Regions from separate parts of the Mus musculus genome. Here region 2 is linked to region 1. Evidence: chromatin contacts called from public promoter capture Hi-C data. All regions are on one chromosome and are shown on one strand. The core of a region is the stretch at or near the end of the contact, and the rest is flanking DNA. Distances in the headings are between cores, read along the strand shown. Region 1 holds the start of Zbtb33 (zinc finger and BTB domain containing 33). Region 2 holds the start of Stag2 (stromal antigen 2).

Region 1 (2,844 bases), core at 33-2,532:
GATGGACCATCTAGAGACTGCCATATCCAGGGATCCATCCCATAATCAGCCTCCAAACGATGACACCATTGCATACACTAGCAAGAGTTTGCTGAAAGGACCCTCATATAGCTGTCCCTTGTGAGACTATGCCGGGGCCTAGCAAACACGGAAGTGGATGCTCACAGTCAGCTATTGGATGGATCACAGGGCCCCCAATGGAGGAGCTAGAGAAAGTATCCAAGGAGCTAAAGAGATCTGCAACCCTGTAGGTGCAACAACATTATGAACTAACCAGTACCCTGGAGCTCTTGACTCTAGCTGCATATGTATCAAAAGATGGCCTAGTCGCCGTCACTAGAAAGAGAGGCCCATTGGACATGCAAACTTTATATGCCCCAGTACAGGGGAACGCCAGGGCCAAAAAGTGGGACTGGGTGGGTAGGGGAGTGGGGGGGTGTGTGTGGGACTTTTGGGCTAGCATTGGAAATGTAATTGAGGAAAATACATAATAAAAAATATTTTAAAAAATAATGATAAACAATACAAATATTATTGCCTTTCAAGGTAGGGCTCATTTGACACTATTTGGTTTGTTATTCCTTCTCTGTAGTTCTATACTTTTAAAATACTTTTATTCGTGTGTATGTACCTGCCGAGCCCTCTGAAATGAGAGAAACTTGTCTTATCTGCTTTTCTATCCCACAGGGCCTGGAGTATATTTGCTGCAGATCAAATGTGATCTCTATGTTAATAGATATGCAGTTAACAAGATATTGCATGCACCATTTAACATTCGATTAACAAGAGTTATCAGAACACAGGTTTCTTCTTAAAAGTAGACAGTGTAATGTGGTTTTCTTGTTATCCTACAATTTGAATTAGTATGAGTTAAATTTTAGTATGCAGATTGTATTCAAGGTGGCTTGTTATCCAAGCAACAGGCTAACAGGGCAGACTTCAAACATGCAAAAGAACTGGAATTTATACAACCTCTGAACATTTTTAAGCCCTCGGGACTTAAGGGAGTTTGAACAAACAAGACTAGCCTCCCTGCCACTCCTAACAGTGTCATCGGATCTTTGTCTGTCTCACGGAGCCGAGCTCTTAAGAGAATCACAGAACACTTAGAAAAATGCTTCGCAGTCACGGAAAGAGCCGAAGGCGGGCTTCGCGCTCTTCCGGACAACCCCGGGCTGCTCTCGGAAGAGGAAGGCGAGGAAGCCACGCCTCCCACGCTGCGCCCTCTGTCGGCGGAGCCCGGCGCCCGAGCCGCGTCCGTGGAAGCCGCTTTGACGTCGGCGGAAACTGGAGCGACATTTAAAGCGGCAGCAGCGGCGCTGCGGAGTCCGGCTGCTTGGGGTAGGACTCTGACCCTGCCTCGGCCCCGAGGAGGAGAAAGCGGCCGCCGCGGAGCAGGTGAGGAGTGGGCTGGGCACCGGGCCCGGGAGACGGAGCCCGCCTACGCCTTCCATGCCCTGGCCGCGCCTACGCTTGCGGCCGCCTCGCTTGAACCAGGAAGCAGCGGAGCCCGAGGCCTTGGCTCCTCTGCTCTTTCTTTGTGTGGGTCCCGGAGCTCTACCAAGAGAACCGGTAAGGCGCGGCGTGGTCCCCTTCTCTGTCCAGTGCCAGAGGCACCCGGTACCCTTGCATAAGCCTTAGGGCGTGGGGGACGCCGCCAAGTACCCACTTGGCTTTCTCCCTCTCCATTCGTCCGCTTTGGGGGGCGGGGAAGGGGGCTCTTTTCCCACCTCCCTACTAGTTTGATTGAGCTTTACTATGGGGCCCATCCTCCTCTTTAGATCCTTCTTTGGACACAACAATGCTTCCGGCTTCGCATGGCCCGCTACCCCCAACAGAGTACCCTTAGGAGCTAGGCCTACTTTCTTCAACACCCCTCAACCCCCCTGCCTTCGTTCTGCTGTTTGCATCGCCATCCCTGTTTGTGTTTTCACGTGAATTGACGTTTAAAAGCTCAGTTGCACCAAAGTTCAAAGGAAGAAGAGGGAGATGGTGGAAGAGGGAGAGATGGACAACAGCTGCAGGGAGCCCTGTAGTGTTGGTTTGTTTCCCCCCCTCTGGCCCGTGGCATTTTTCTCTTCCCTACTGTCACCAGCCTTCTAAACCAGCCAACAACCAAAGATGTGTTACACAATGCTATGAGATGCCTTTTCCGTAGGCAGGTCGCAAATCTCTGGGGAGGAAAGGTTTGAGACCCACTTGGGGTGATCCTGGGCTAACCCTGACCAGCTGGATACCTAATCAAAATGAAACCAGGTCCCAGTATCACCTAGACACCTACATTTGAATCATTCCCATGTTGGAAAAAAAAAACCCTTATTTTCCAATTATAAAAATCATGTGGCCATATACAGAAATCTCTCCACTTGAAAGTGGTTTCTGTTGAAACCTTCATGTTTTGGATTGTTGGCAGATTGTCTAAAGGTCACACTTTGTGATGAATGCCTTTGTGATTGCCTGTAATTCCTTGGTGCTGTTAAAATGGAGTAGCTAACATGGTTTTAATTTTTGGCTTTTAGACTTTTAAAGTTATGATGTTTTAAATACAGAGATACTCATGCCTCCCTTGTGTGTTTATATGTGAGCATGTGTGTGTGTGTGTGTGTGTGTGTGTGTGTGTGTTTGTGTGTGTGTGTGTAAGTACCAGGTGACAGTGACATTCTTTAGTAACTTATTAATAAAATAATTCTCTACCAAATGTACTTAGCAAGGAATGGTTAATATATAATATTTGTATAACATGTGTTTTGTGCTTATAAGTATTTTAATATGCATATGGGTCCTTTGCACTTCAGATGCACTCTGAACTCAATAGCTTCCGTGAAATGCCAAAAGAAAGTGTTT
Region 2 (2,877 bases), core at 265-2,764, 4.0 Mb after region 1:
GATAAAGAGAATCTTTAAACCATACTCGAAGGAAAAAAGAAAGCAAGCAAAATTGCCAAGCTATCCATTCTCGCTGGGATCAAGTGGCCTAGTTGGGTCTTTTGGGGAGGAAGTGTGAGGAGTGTTGGAAAGGACGTGAGGAAACCAGAGATCTGGGAACAAGTGGCCCTTTACTGGGGTGGGTTGTGTTGGAGAGCTCTGAAGGGTGCTGCTAGCCTGCAGGGCTGCCAGGGCTGCGCAGGGGGCGGGGAGCCGGACGATCGGCCCGCTGAAGCCCCGGAATTCCCACGGCGGGGCTCCAGTGGACACTGTCGCCGGCCTCTCGGCGACCTCCTCGGTGGCGCCGTGGGCCCTCAGCCAGTCCGCGCAGGGCGGAAGCGCGTCCCAACGGCTGAGTAAGAGAGGCGCGGGCACGCCAGCTTGTTTACCCCACTCGGCGGCGCGCCCCTGCGGGCGCCCCGTTCACAGGAGGCGTCCGAGCCGCGGAAGCGGGGAGTCCGGCGGCGGCGATTGGTCGGCGACACGGGGAGGAGGCTGGCGGGTGGGAGGGCTGCGTGGCGCGCGCCGCAATGGCAGCCCGCCGCCGCTAGATGCCGCTGCCTCCCAACAGGAGCTGGGCCGCGGGTTCGCGGCCGACAGATGGCGCCTGCGCGTTCCATTCGCCTCCAAGTCGCCGAAGAGCGAACACCCCAAACAATCCCGAAGCGCCACCAAAAAAAAAAAAAAAAAAAAAAAAAAAAAGAAAGAAAAAAAAAAAAAAGAAAAGAAAAAAAAAAGAAAGGAAAAAAAATACAGAAAAAAGGGAAAAAAACAAAACAAAACAAAAAAAGCACCCCGCCGGATCCGACCGCCACTTTCAAACCCCCCCACGGCTCTAGACCCGCGGGAGCTTCCGTCCCTCAGTAGAACTCAAGGGTGGAAAGAAGAGGAAGGGGGAAAAATCTTGTACCAGCCCAGGGGTGAAGAAGCCCCCGGCCTGAGAAAGAAGGAAGGAGTGGGGGAGGCCAACAGTCTCCTTGCTGCCTCTGTAGACGCTGAGGGGGGAGGTAAGTTATAAAATGGCGGAGGCGAAGCTTCTAGAAGTTTGGAGGGGCACCCGGAGGGCGCGCGGCCCACCGTGAGGTGTGTGTGCTTGCGATCGGGCGAAGAGAGCGTGCGGCCGGCCGGGAGGGAGCCGAGAAGGCCGGGCGCTCCGGGGCCGGGCCGCGGCCTCGTAGGGGGCCCCGCGCGGGGCAGCGAGCGAGCGAGTGGCCGTGTCCGGGCGGGGAGCGAGCCAGCGTCGCCCCGGCCCCGCGTCACCCCCTGCCTGTCCTCTCCGTCCCCAAGTCGCTACCCCAACACTTCCAAGGAACTTGCAGTCGCCCCCTGCGTCCCCTCCCCGCCTCCTTCCTCCCGGAGCCGCTTTTTTAGCGCAAGACGCTCCCTTCTCACTCCCCTCGCTGGAAGGTTGTCCCTTCGCCTCCCTCGCCCAAGTCTCCCCCGGGGACCTCGGCGGAGGGGGCTCCCCCCCCCACGGGTGGCCCAAAATGGAGAACGCGCAGCGGCGCAAGATGGAGGCTCGGCGCCTCCGCGTAGCCTGCTCGCTCGCTTCCTCTCCTCCCGGGGCCTCTTAAGCAGCCCGTGGAGGGGGACGAGAGCCCCCCAGACTGGAGGTGGGGTGGGGGTGCCATCCCTGGCCGGGATTCGGGGGGGGGACGGGTGGAGAAGAAAGGGGCAAACCCGGGGAGGCCACGGCCCGGTGGCGTGTGGTGGCGGGGAGGGGGGGTGGTGGTGGTGGCGGTGGGAGAGCGCGCCGTGGTGGTGCGGGGAAGGAAGCGAGCAAGATGGTGGTGCTGGGAACCCGGGGGGAGGGGAGGCCGAGCAGGCTCGTTTGTGTCTATTTGGGCCTCGGACCGAGGGAGGCGAGGGAAAATCTACTCTGCTCACACCCCTCCCTCGTCCCCCCTCCCCTCTCCCTTCCCCTCCTTGCCTCCCTCCCTCCCCTCCCCTCCCCTCCCCTCCCCTCCCCTCCCTCCCCTCCCTCTCTCCCTCCCTCCCTCCCTCTCTTCCTCCCTTCCTAGAGAGGGAACAACATTCATGTGACGGGCCCCTCGGCTTCTCTCCCCCGCCCCATCATCTCCAGCGCGTGGTGGGGGAACTGCTTGGGCAAAGCGGTTGGCATCGATCTCTCCATCCTTCCCGAGGCCCCGACTTCGGTCAGTTTTCTTAGGGCACCAATTTTCGAAATCGTTTGGGGTCCGGCGGCGTCGGTCCCCAGCGCGTAGAGCTTGCCCCGAAGGGGGCCCTGCCTGCCTGGCATGGGCGGAGGGGGGGGAAGGGCGGGAGTGGAAGGCTGTTTGTTGGGGGGTTTTGGCGCCACTTTTGTTTTAGTTTTAGTGCTGCTTTTTCGTTCCCACCCCCACCCGCACTGTCTTTCTCAAGGCACGAACTGAGCTGATCCTTGCCCCAGGTAGGCAGCCTCTGTTTTCCCTCCACACTTTTATTCTTGCTTGAGGGCGACTTTCTCTTTTCTTCTCTCACGTATCCGGAGATCTGCGGACTACAATTTTAGGAGAAAAAGGGTCGGCTGGGCCATGGGAGAGAGAAGGTGTGGGAAACAGCATCAAGTAGTTCCGCAAAACTTTGAGCCCCGTTCCCATTTTCTTCTGGCCTAGAATTGTAAACGTATTGTTGATTTCGGCCTTTTTTTCCCTTTCCCTCCCGCCGCGACAATGTCTTGTTTTGCCTTTAGTTTTGATTTTTTTTATTATTTTTTTGATAAACCGCTGTACTTTCGGCATTTAGTTTCTTCTCCTTGGTGTTATATGTCATTTTATTTTTAATCCTCAACGGTAATGGGTTCTCGTGTGATTTTTTTTTTTCGGGCTTTGGTGCTCG

What was found. Promoter capture Hi-C pulls out the DNA fragments that hold promoters and counts their contacts.
Region 2: a contact with region 1 is called in a promoter capture Hi-C map of pre-B cells. The contact joins the promoter of Stag2 here to the promoter of Zbtb33 in region 1. A contact is called at or near these places in 2 of 39 promoter capture datasets (cranial neural crest and pre-B cells).

What each region holds. Positions count from the first base shown.
Region 1 is chrX:38,188,511-38,191,354 of GRCm38.p6, forward strand. It overlaps Zbtb33 (zinc finger and BTB domain containing 33), which reads left to right and starts at 1,283. Exons shown (of 2, transcript NM_020256.2): 1 at 1,283-1,572.
Region 2 is chrX:42,148,640-42,151,516 of GRCm38.p6, forward strand. It overlaps Stag2 (stromal antigen 2), which reads left to right and starts at 1,515. Exons shown (of 34, transcript NM_001290713.2): 1 at 1,515-1,652.